Regions from separate parts of the Oryctolagus cuniculus genome. Here region 1 is linked to region 2. Evidence: chromatin contacts called from public Micro-C data. All regions are on one chromosome and are shown on one strand. Each heading gives the region's core, a stretch centred on a gene start, on an enhancer-like site or on the middle of the called end of the contact. The rest is flanking DNA. Distances are from core to core; before and after follow the strand shown. Region 1 holds the start of PPP2R1B (protein phosphatase 2 scaffold subunit Abeta). Region 2 holds the start of SIK2 (salt inducible kinase 2).

What was found. A called contact is a pair of places that touch in the nucleus more often than the background predicts.
Region 1: a contact with region 2 is called in a Micro-C map of ear pinna, with 4 times the contacts expected there. The contact joins the promoter of PPP2R1B here to the promoter of SIK2 in region 2. A contact is called at or near these places in 2 of 6 Hi-C or Micro-C datasets (ear pinna and an unstated tissue).

Annotation. Positions count from the first base shown.
Region 1 is chr1:103,722,710-103,728,517 of mOryCun1.1, forward strand. PPP2R1B (protein phosphatase 2 scaffold subunit Abeta) reads right to left here and starts at 2,175. Exons shown (of 17, transcript XM_008261547.4): 1 at 2,018-2,175; 2 at 1,146-1,236; 3 at 633-733. The coding sequence starts at 2,131. ALG9 (ALG9 alpha-1,2-mannosyltransferase) reads right to left here. Exons shown (of 15, transcript XM_070078146.1): 15 at 2,381-2,681. The coding sequence ends at 2,492.
Region 2 is chr1:103,535,926-103,542,424 of mOryCun1.1, forward strand. It overlaps SIK2 (salt inducible kinase 2), which reads left to right and starts at 4,979. Exons shown (of 14, transcript XM_070078045.1): 1 at 4,979-5,341. The coding sequence starts at 4,996.

The sequences.
Region 1 (5,808 bases), core at 925-3,424, 180 kb after region 2:
ACGCTGCCCTACTCCCTTTGTAACCCAATCATTTCTTAAAACAGTTCAGACATCAACTGTTAAGAAGTCTCCCCTAATCACCTTAATTCTTTTCTCCTCTCTTATTTGGGTATCTTAAATGTGCTTATGTTTCCCCATTGAAGATTGTACCCTAATATTTGTGACCAAAAACAAAGATCTCATTACATTTGTTTGGCTTTCTTTGACATTAACATTGTAACTTACAATATGCCTCATATAGCAGGCCCTCAATAAATGTCAACTGACCAAAATCACAGTGTAAGTCAGAAGCAAAAGTTACACTATAAAGACAAAATATTGCTGGATGAAAAACAAGACTTCCAATTTTACTGGGGGGGAGGGGACCCATAAAAATAACCAAATCTTTTTTCTCTTTAAATTAGTAAGTCTATGGAGGCAGAAAAATAAAGAACTTCTATTCATAGAAAATAATAAGACAGGGTTGAATCCAAAGTGCTTACATTATATATTCTCTCAATGGCTAACACTATGAGCATCTATCCATAAAATGAGCTGCCTAAAATATACTGCTGTTATGCCTATCACCAAACAATGTATCATTTATACTGCAAAGGTTCTAGAAGGAGGGTAGGCAGCATAGAAATACTCACCAGCAGACAGTGGGCAAAGTCTGGACCTCCCACCAGGCCAGTGAAATTTCCCAACTGCTCAGCAAGAGCTAACAGTACCTCATCTTCATCATAAATTGTATCTGAAAAGGACAACAACCAGGTACTCACCAACAAGGTAACTGGCCAAGAGCTGGACACTCACATAAAACTAGCAATAGATTCAATATGTAAATAGTAAAAACATCCAGTCCCAATCCTAACAGTATTTTCTCCTCAATGAACAGTTTTCCTGGATCTGATTTACAGAATGAACTAGAAATTCATACCTTCATATCAGTGACTTCCCCATTAGCTATACACAGTTAATGTTTGTACGTATCTGGCCACAACATTACCATATGTGTTGTTGAATTTCTTTTGCACAGAAAATACCAGCCTCAATTTGGTGCTTTTTGATACTGTGGACAACAAACTCTGAAAAACAGCCAAAGCTCTGAAAGCCATTGGTAAATGGAAATGTCCGTGCCTTTCTTGAAACACAGACTCACACACCTGTAAGGAATGGCAGCAGTTCAGTTCTTGTCCTTTCTACTCCAAGTGCTAGAGCAATTGTTGATAACTTCTTAATACTGTTGAGTCGGAGCTTTACAGGAGAAAATGGAAAGAACAAAATAAAAAATGATTGCAATGTAGACCAAAAGGCAACAGGAGCAAACAGGTGAACTAACTAACAGGTCTAGGAATAAGGATAATCTTTCATTTACACTTCATTGGTAAGGAACAGTAATGTAACACAGCCTTATTAGCCAGAGGGAGGATTCCTAGGCCAAACTCTCTACAAGGGCCCGAAGAGAAAGGAATGAAAGAAAATACTCAGCAAGCGGGACAATGTTAAAAAGCCAGAACTCCGGCAGCGACGAAGCAGGTGAGACGGCTGAATACAACCTACACCGAAGCAGACACACCGCCTCACTTAGGTTCCTCAGCCAGGCCACCCGCTTTCTACCCAACAGGCCCAGCCAGTTTCCAGGCCCAGGGGAAGAGGCTGGGCTGCACCTCAAAGGGCCCTCTGGCATCCTGCGACCCGCAGGCCGCCCAGCTCCCACGCGGCCCGGCCCTGCGCCCCTCCCGAGGGCTCGCACGCTGGGCCCGCAACGGGGCGCCCAGGCGGGAAGCCGGCTTTCCGACAACAGCCCGGGACGGTCGGAAGCCCGACGGAGGGGTGCTGGAGAGGCCCCGCGGTGGGCCGGGGCTCGGCGCCACAGCCCCTCGCGAGTCTTTCCAGCTTCCCCTTCGAGTTTCTGCTCCGCGTCCGGCTCTTTCAACCTCCCGGCCTCCCTCACAGCGGCTCCGGGCTTCCCCCTTCCCTACCCTGAGCGACGCCGGACCAACCCGCCACGGCTCTCCCCGCCCCAGTCCGGTACCTGCACGTCCTCGTTGCGGAGTTCGTCGATTAAAACCGCGATCGGATATAGCGAATCGTCTCCATCTCCGCCCGCAGCCCCCGGGCCGGTACCGGGCCCCGCCGCGCCCGCCATGTTCTTTCTCCTCCGGATGGTCGCCGCCGCCAGCCCCCGCCCCGCGCCCCGCCCCGCGCCCGCGCCACGCCCCGCGCCACGCCCCGAGCCCCGCCCCGCGCCCGGGCGGGCGGGGCTGAGGCCTCGGCGCGGGCTCCGCGGAGGTGGGAGCACCGAGCCTCTGCCCCGCCGATGGAGGCTCCCGCCCGACCCCCATTGCAGGAGGCGGAGGTCCGAACTCCAGAAGAAAGGTGGGCTGTGAAAGCGAACGGAAGCCCAGTGTCCTTTCCTCAGCCGAAAGAAACAGGGGCAGGGATTCATCCTGCTCGTTGTGGTCTGAAGGAGGCAGGTACCTCCGTGAGCGATCAGTGTTGTGCTCTATTAGGACTCAGGCCGGCCAAAAAGGGTGTCCGAGGCCAGGAGGAAGAAGGTTTTAGCGCCTCCCCTGCCTTCATCCTGGCCCTGAGCCACTGGGTCTCCAGGCTTCATCTCTGCACTCAGGATCAAGCTTCCACAGAACCCCTCCACCTCTTCTTGAGCCTGCTCGCCAGAGTTGTATCTGGCTCCTACTCTGTAAGACAAATAACGCGGGCGGCGAGAGAAAATGAACAGTGCTGTCCAAACTCCCCAGTCAATATTTTTTCCACGCAAGCTGTTAAAAACATGCTGCTCTCTTGTTTTTATGTTTCTTTTCAGTTTGGTACTGGAATGGTGCCTTCTGTTGTATTTTCTTCCTCCCATTTTTTAGCTCTTTAGCATGCAAGAAGTACAACAATCAAGCAAAACTAGGACAAGCTCTAATCCTTGCAAACTGCGTGGAGTGGCTCCTGTGCTCCTTGCAAGACAGCCTGACGTGGCCTCCCCAGACCCGAGTGTCCTCAAAGGCGGCCCTGGGGGAACGTGGGGGTCTGGGAGTTTTTCCCTGCAGAAATTCAAGGGAAGGTTTTCATTTACCCGTGTTAGGGCAACACAGAATACCTAGATGTCCTGTCCCTGCTTTTGACTGGAATTCAAGTAATAACTACATAGGAGGACTACAAGCTCTGATATTTTTCTGTCTTATTAATAAATACGATTTTGAGCCGGCACCGCGGCTCACTAGGCAAATCCTCCACCTTGCAGCGCCGGCACACCGGGTTCTAGTCCCGGTCGGGGTGCCGGATTCTGTCCCGGTTGCCCCTCTTCCAGGCCAGCTCTCTGCTGTGGCCAGGGAGTGCAGTGGAGGATGGCCCAAGTGCTTGGGCCCTGCACCCCATGGGAGACCAGGAGAAGCACCTGGCTCCTGCCATCGGATCAGCGCGGTGCGCTGGCCGCAGCGCGCAGGCCGCGGCGGCCATTGGAGGGTGAACCAACGGCAAAGGGAGACCTTTCTCTTTGTCTCTCTCTCTCACTGTCCACTCTGCCTGTCAAAAAAAGAAAAAAGAAAAAAAAAGAAATGCGATTTTGGAGACAAATGTTGACTAAAAAAACACGGGATTCCCAAATGTAAACACAGTGAGTACAGCTTTTGATAGCAATGCAAGTGGGGACCAACAGACCTGAACAGTTTCCCTCAAATTAGGCCTGTGGATATATTCTCTATAGTTTTATTTTCATTTTGATTTTAGATTTGCATAAGTATATGCTGTAATATTTGGATAACTCACTTTATTTTTTTTAAAGATTTCTTTATTTTTATTTGAAGTTCAGTTACACAAAGAGAGGAGAGTCAGAGAGAGAGAAAGAGAGAGGTCTTCCATCCAATGGCTCACTCCCCAATTGGCCACAAAGGCCAGAGCTGCGCCCATCCAAAGCCAGGAGCTTTTTCCGGGTCTCCCATGCGGGTGCAGGGGCCCAAGGACTTGGGCCATCTTCTACTGCTATTCCAGGCCATAGCAGAGAGTGGGATCGGGATCGGAAGTGGAGCAGCCGGGTCTTGAACCGGCGCCCATATGGGATGCTGGCACTTCAGGCCAGGGCTTTAACCCACTGCACCACAGCGCCAGCCCCTGGATGACCCGCTTTATAAATCACTACTGCTACATGATTTTAGTGCCTACATTTGCATGTGTGTTTCAGTGCTATCTTTATTGTTGTAGGATAATGAGAAGAGAGATGAATTTAAAAGGAAAACGATGCTTTCATGCACAAAATGAAAGCCAGATGATTCCACGGGACAGCTTTGCCTCTGTAGTTTCAACAGAGAAAAGTGGTGAGAAAATGAAGACATCATAGGTCACTCCATGGCACAGGCATGTGCAACTCAAAAGCTGAGCTGTCAACGGGCAGTACCACAGCCACAATAAAGGGATGGTTTTGTTTTAGCAAAATATAGCATTTAATTGTTTATAGCATAAATTGTTATAATATCATTAATTTGAATATGATTAGCTTTGTGGTTTCATTTGCATTTAATTTGTAAATCTGTTTTGGTTTTTTAGCTAAGAACTACAAATAAAATAACATCATATTCTGTAACATATTTGTGAATATAAGTAACATTGGAACAAAAATAGCTTAAGTTGACTGAAAGTTTTCAGGATTTTTTTTTTTCCTTTTAAAGTAAATCCAGGGGGCTGGTGTTGTGGCTTAGCAGTAAAGCTGCCAACTGCAACGCTGGCCTCCCATATGGGTGCTGGTTTGTGTCCCGGCTCTTCCACTTCCAATCCAGCTCCCTGCTAATGACTTGGGAGAAAAGCAGTGGAGGATGACCCAAATGTTTGAGCTCCTGCCAACCACGTGAGAGACCCGGATGAAGCTCCTGGCTCTGGCGTGGCTCAGCCCTGGCTATTGCATCCCTGTAGGGTGTGAACTAGGGCATGGAAGATCTCTCTCTGTCTCACCCTCTGTGTAACTCTTTAAATAAATAAATAAAAACAAATCTTTTAAAAGAAAATAAAGTAAATCCATCCATAAGTAGTCCTACTCCAGTTTGAGGAGTAAAAGGCTAAAATGTTTTGGATGTAGTACCTTACCAGCTACAAAATCAGAAGGGGTTCCTATTGGCATGGAAAGATCTGTTTCTTTATATAAAAAGATTTCAAAAATTATAAAGGAAGTAGAGAGAAGCACATTAAGTCAGTTCCAAAATATTACCAGCTAGATATTAGTTTAAGGTTGGAAGAACCCCAATATGCTGACAAAAACTGGCACACTGATGCTAAACCATTTTGTTTAAAACTCAAAGATGCTTTGCTTACCCAAGCACAGTGAATTGGAGACCTACAGAATACCTATGATTAAATATGAAATCACAAGCTGAGAAAATAGGCCCCAGAAAATTACCTGGTTTGAGAGTCATCAATTCTGGACTTCAATTCCCACCTCTGTCTCTGACTCATTGTAGCATACCTCTCTCTGTGCCTCCATCCCACCCTCCACCCCCTCACCCCCAATAAAATGGAACTAGCCACTTCTGATTCCTGCTCTAGTTACAGTGATGCTGGGAAAATAAAACAGGTAATAAACACAGAGATGCTAATAAATCCTTCAATAAGGAAAGTGATAAAAACACTCCAGCAGAAAGAGGCTGTTTCAAAAACTGGGCCAAATACCATGGCAGTCTTTTTGGGAGTGTGGTCCACTGACCATCTGAATCATAAAAAGGACTGTTTAAAATGCAGATTCCTGGCCTTCATTATCCCACACCTACTAAATCACAGTCCCTAATAATGAAGCCATTTTACAGTGTCCCCAGTGATTCTAATGTGCACTGACAT
Region 2 (6,499 bases), core at 3,729-6,228:
CTAATAGTACTTCGCACATAATGGCACCTAAACATTTATTAGTCTGACTGATTTATGTTTGTTTCATGAACACTTGTATTTTATACTAATAAGCAACATGGAATTGGCATGGACCAGTGATGTGGGTTTTTCCATGTACTTTCTGTCTTTGTGACTACAAAGGCAAAGCATTAATTCCAGCTTTGTAACCTTTTTTTTTCTAAGCACTGTCATATAATAAAGACTTCACAGTTTTCATTTGAATTAAGTCTAAATCCAGATCTAAGCCTACTGGTGTATTGACTTTCCTTCAGTCCTGAAATAATAAAACAGTAAAAATGCAGACATTGTTCATGATCAAGGAAACAAATGGCACACATCTTGATTTTCAAGTTTGCAGGCTGCTTGCTTCAGCAGAATATGTACGTGCAGCACTGAGCCATGAAGTTTTCTTTCCCCACATTTCAAGCCACTCTTCCATTACATCCCCAAACTCCTCTCCTCATTACACTCTTGTCCGCTTTATTCCAAGTTAAGTGTGTTATGGAACTAATTCTTATCTCAGTCTCCTTCCATCTTTCTTAATTCTTTCTTTATGTATATCTTTGTCTTTTGAAGTGTTGATATTTTTTAATTAGCTTAAGGGCAAATATAGTGAACTCACATTATCAGCTGGGAATGCTGCATTTTAAAGGTCAAGCAAATAGCAAATTTGATGAGTATGCTACCTCACTGATACTAAACCAGAGATGAAAAAGGTGGTGGCTGTATGAGGGGCTCTTTTCTTCTTCTTCTCCCCTTTATCTTTCATTCTTTTTTTCCTGAGAGTGATGTATGTGAAGGTGTGCGTTCTCACATGTTTGTGCATGTGTACATGTGTGTATGTATAGGGATACAGAGGAGAGAAGAGGAGAAAGAGGGAGACAGGAAGAGAGAGTGAGGCAGGAGTTGGATAATATTAATAATGGCTAAAATACATACATATATATATATATATATATTGGAAGCAAAAACACACGAGAAACACATAAGGTTGACACAGGAGGGAAAATAGATCTTTGGATGGAGGAAACAGCTGAATCATGGAATACAAGGTTGCATACTCTAAATTAGCCCACATATATTTCTTCAGGGTTACCCTTAACAACTATCACACTATCAGCAATATTCAGAGGCACACCCACTGCATTTCCACATGGGCACAGCCACTCCTATCTCTCCTCTGTCTCTGGCCTCCCTTTCTCTAACTTCCAGACACGTGCACACGGAACTCTGCTTTTTCCAGAAACCTTTTGGTATTTCCTGCTATTCCTTTTCTTTCCATCTCCAGATTGATTCTTATTCCCAGACTGTGCAAGCTGGTAGTTGGCCTGATTATCAGATTAAAATAGGCAGATAGAAATGAGTCAATTTCTGTCCAAAAGGCATACTTCAAAGGAGATTGTTAACGCTAGTGGGCTTCTACGCACACTTTCTGGTTCTTGAGTAAGTAGATTTTCATCAGCTTCACAAAGGAACCCACCTCCAGAATATTAAAGTACATTCATCTGGTTAGCAAAATGTACAGAGGAACTATTTTTGCACTGAGGTAAATATCTGAGCTGCTGGTCTAGTTAGAAGAACCATATACACCATTCCCATCAGTCCAGAAATCTGGTCAATCTTACAGCCTTGCCCATTCTGCCCCTCATTTTTGCAAAGAACATACCCTATGGCAGAATACAAAGCGAAAGGCAGAGGTACAGTGAGCAGTGGCGGGCCCAGAGGCCAGTCAATCTTGTACTACGAAAATTATATGAAATTAAATGCATGCATATACATGCATATATATATTTTCATTAAAAGCTAAAACTGGAGAGAAGTTGAAAGAACAATAATCTATCATACCCACTTCACCTAGATTTATCAGTTTAGTATTTTACCACACGTGCATTATCTATCTTGAGTAAAGCAGTTGAGAGTTAAGTTATATATATAAAAGACTTTTTAGAAAATTTAAAATTTATTTTATTATTTATTTGGAAGGCAGTCAGACAGATATCTTCCATCTATCATTGTACCCCATAACTGGTGACATTAACTTTGATCATTTGGCTAGGGTGGTGCCTGTCACATTTCTTTGCTGTAAAAGTAACTTTGCTAACCTTTTGTAATGAATAAGAAGTTGGAAGACACTATCAGATTGTGTAGACATCCTGTTCCCCAGCCAAGTTGTACCCAATGATTTTAACGTCTATTGATAATTTTTGTCTGAATCATTGATTACCATAATTGTTGCAAAATGGTGATTTTCTAATTTCAGAGTATCTTCTACATATATTGGTTGCATTCCACTGTCAAGAACTTTCAGCCTTCCATTTGTTGATTTATTTACTAAAAAGCTTAAGAGTAACTATGCACTTATGGATTCTTTTTTTTTTTTTTTTTTTTTACATCACTGCGGTACATCTTTCTTTTTTAAAAAACTTTTATTTAATAAAATATAAATTTCCAAAGTACAGCTTATGGATTACAATGGCTTCCCCCCCCCCATAACTTCCCTCCCACCCACAACTATCCCATCTCTCGCTCCCTCTCCCATTCCATTCACATCATGATTCATTTTCAATTCTCTTTATATACAGAAGATCGATTTAGCATATATTAAGTAAAGATTTCAACAGTTTGCACCCACACTGAAACACAAAGTGAAAAAATGCTGTTTGAGTACTAGTTATAGCATTAATTCACATTGTACAACACATTAAGGACAGAGATCCTACATGAGGAGTAAGTGCACAGTGACTCCTGTTGTTGACTTAACAAATTGACACTCTTGTTTATGGCATCAGTAATCACCCTAGGCTCTTGTCATGAGTTGCCAAGGCTATGGAAGCATTTTGAGTTCGCTGACTCCGATCTTATTTAGACAAGGTCATAGTCAAAGTGGAAGTTCACTCTTCCCTTCAAAGAAAGGTACCTCCTTCTTTGATGGCCCATTCTTTCCACTGGGATCTCACTCGCAGAGATCTTTCATTTAGTTTTTTTTTGTTTTGTTTTTGTTTTTGTTTTTTTGCCAGAGTGTCTTGGCTTTCCATGCCTAAAATACTCTCATGGGCTCTTCAGCCAGATCCAAATGCCTTAAGGGCTGATTCTGAGGCCAGAGTGCTGTTTAGGACTTCTGCCACTGTCTTTGGGCCAGTGCTGTGGCGCAGCAGGTTAACGCCCTGGCCTGAAGTGCCAGCATCTGATATGGGCACCAGTTCTAGTCCCGGCTGTCCACTTCCAATCCAGCTCTCTGCTGTGGCCTGGGAAAGCAGTAGAAGATTGCCTAAGTCCTTGCACCTCTGCACCCACATGGGAGACCCGGAGGAAGCTGCTGGCTCCTGGCTTCAGATCAGTGCAGCTCCGGCCACTGCAGCCATCTGGGGAGTGAACTAGCAGATGGAAAAGCTCTCTCTCTGTCTCTACCTCTCTCTCTAACTCTTTCAAATAAATAAAATAAATCTTTTTTAAAAAATCCACTGTCTTGTGGCAATGCAGCCATCTGGGGGCTGACTCAGCAGATGGAAGATCTCCTTCTCTCTGTCTCTCCCTTTTTCTAATTATGCTTTTCAAACAAATAAATCTGTTTTTTTTTAAATTCAGTCTTACAATCTATTTCTATCAATATTCATTCTTGAAGTTCAAATTGTCTCAGATTTGATAAATGGGGGTACCTTCAAGCTTTCTCTTTTTCTTTCGATATATCCTCCTTGACATACAAGAAATCTCTGGCATAAGAGATTGAAATCTCTTGGAATACTTTCCTTGTCTCTGCCCTGGAATCAGCCATTTCACCAAGAGGCAGAGTTCCTCGTGGAGAATGGTATTCAGAAACAAGATCTGAGGGACAGCACTGTGGCACAGTGGGCTGAGCCACCATCTGCAATGCTGGCATCCCATATGGGCACCCGTTCCAATCTCACTGCTCCACTTCTGATCCAGCTCCCTGCTAATGCACCTGGGAAAGTAGCGACAAATGGCCCAAGTGCTTGGGCTGTTGCACCCACGTGGGGCACCCAGTGGAGTTCCAGGCTTCTGGTTTCTGTCTGGCGGTTGCCGCCACTTGGGGAGTGAACCAGTAGATGGAAGATTTCTGTCTCTCCCTCTCGCTCTGCCTTTCAAACAAGTAAAATAAATCTTTTATAAAAAGGAAAGAAAGAAAGAAACCACGATCCTGGGAGTAATCTGGGGAGTACATATTTCCGGATATTAAAATACCAACTGTCCCTATTTCTTCGAGGCATTCTGTAGTGATTTACAATCCTAACTCTATCATGACCTGTGTGATCCTGGCAGATCCCCTCATTGCTAGCAGCCTACCTCATCATCTGAAAAGAGATTGGATTAGTAAGTAATTTCTTAACCTTTTCAGGGTCGCCAACACGTTTGGGATTCTGAATGGAGCTATGGTCCCATTTCCCCAGAAACACGCTCACATAAAGCAAAATGTTGCCTACATTTCAGGCAGCTCCAAGTTCCGAAGCCAGTTTGAGGCTGCAAATCCCGGGACAGAGTGTTCTCTTAGGGTCTCTTCAACGCTGCTGCTGTGAGAACGACTCCACGGAGACACCCAACTGTGGAGGGATTTATATAGCAAAGGACACAAAGGAACCTGTGAGCAATGCATTGCTCAGCCACAGTTCTTTGCTGCTGCCAAATTGAGGACGCGCTGTACTCCGAGGCGAGAGGTTTTGGCGGGAAGGTCCCCAGGTGGGCGGAGAACGCCTGGGCGAGGAAGGAGCGCACAGGCCGGATTCGGGTCGCTGCACCCCTCCGCACCGCCCACCAGGGCTCGCTCTTGCCCTTCCGCTGGAAAGCCTAGCGACGGGGCGGGCCCGGCTTGGACCCCGCCCCCGGCAGCGCGAGGCGCTGGGGAGCCGGCGGGGCGCCAGAGCCCGGAAGGAACGCGCCGGCCAGGCCCCGCGCCCCTCCCCGCGCACCGTCCCTCCCACCCTCCCGCCCGGCGCCGACGTCGGCGGTGCTCCGGTCGCCATGGTGACCAATCGAGACCCGGTCCCGCCCCCGCCCTCCTCCCGGCCCCCTGACGTCGGTGCACGTCAGCGGCGGCGCGCGCCTGGCTGGGCCCTGTGGAGCGGGAGGGAAGGAGCGAAGGAGCGAGCTGAGCGGCGGTCGCCAAAGCCGAGCCTCGCTGCCCGCCCGCCCGCCCGCGCTCCAGTCGCCGTGTCTAGCAGCGGGGCCCAGCATGGTCATGGCGGATGGCCCGAGGCACTTGCAGCGCGGGCCGGTCCGGGTGGGGTTCTACGACATCGAGGGCACGCTGGGCAAGGGCAACTTCGCGGTGGTGAAGCTGGGGCGGCACCGGATCACCAAGACGGAGGTGCGGCCCGGGGTTCGGCGGGAGCGTCTGAGGCGAGGGTTCGGGAGAGGAACTGTTTACCGAAAAGGGTGGCTGCAGCGGTGGGGCCGGGGGGGGGGGGGCACGAGGCCGCGCCACTCGCTCAGGCGAGCGGGCCTGGGGCCGCGAGGACCCAGGAGGTGCAGGGTATCGGGGCCGGGCTCCCCCGGACTCCGGCGCCGTCCGAATGGCAGCCCGACCAGCTGGGGCTTCGCTTTCCCCCTCGCCGCCTCCGGTGGCCACTCGGAATTTCGCCTCGAGCCTCCCACCCGGGCCGTGACCTGGTCTGTGGCCTCCGCTCCGCAGCCCAAGTTCCGCGTCTTCCCTGCTTTCGGCGGGGGGTGGGGTGGGAGGGGAAGTCTCGGTGCTCCGGGACTGCGCCGTGAGAGACGGCGCCCGCTCGCAGACGGCACCGGCTGCGCTCGGGCTGCGCGGCCGGGAGGACCGCGCGCCCCCCTGACCCCGACGGCCCGGCCCTGCCCGGCGAGGAAGGGGCCGGGGGGCCGGGTGTAGGCACTGGCAGTCTCCTCTCGCTCCTCTCGCCCCGCAGTGTCTCTGGTGTTGAGTGTCTGGCGAGCTTGATCAGTTGCCTGAGGCATTTCCATCTAATGCTCCAGACAATAGAACTGGTTAAAATGGTCATCTGCGTTTGCACCGTTGGTGGGTTAGCCTCTCTCTGGCTCAGGGGGTGTCCCCTTGGCCAGTGGGCGTTCTGGCCGTGAATGCGCATTCCTGAAGCCACATCGGATTCTGTCCGCTCCCCGAGCCCTCGGCGGCTTGCTGACGGGCGCAGCCCGCATCCCCCTCCGGCGCACATTCGAATGCACCACACATAATTCCTCCCGAGTCTCTTTCTTACCTAACCCGCCCCCCTTCCTTCCACTGCCTGAAGCTCCTCTCCTGAGGTCTCTATTTTAAAGACGCGCACATCAAATATCTTAGGAAAACGGTCGAGAGACACCCATTCTTTGAAATAAAACCTGCCGGTTTGGATGTACTCTGTTCTCATTGTGGCAGCCACTGGGTCGTGATGCTTTTTCAGCCCGCCCCACACGACCATCTCATTTTTCGGTTTTTTCCCGGTATTAGTATGAATACACTGGAGTTTGAATGTGGAGTAAAGTAGAACTTTTTTTCCCC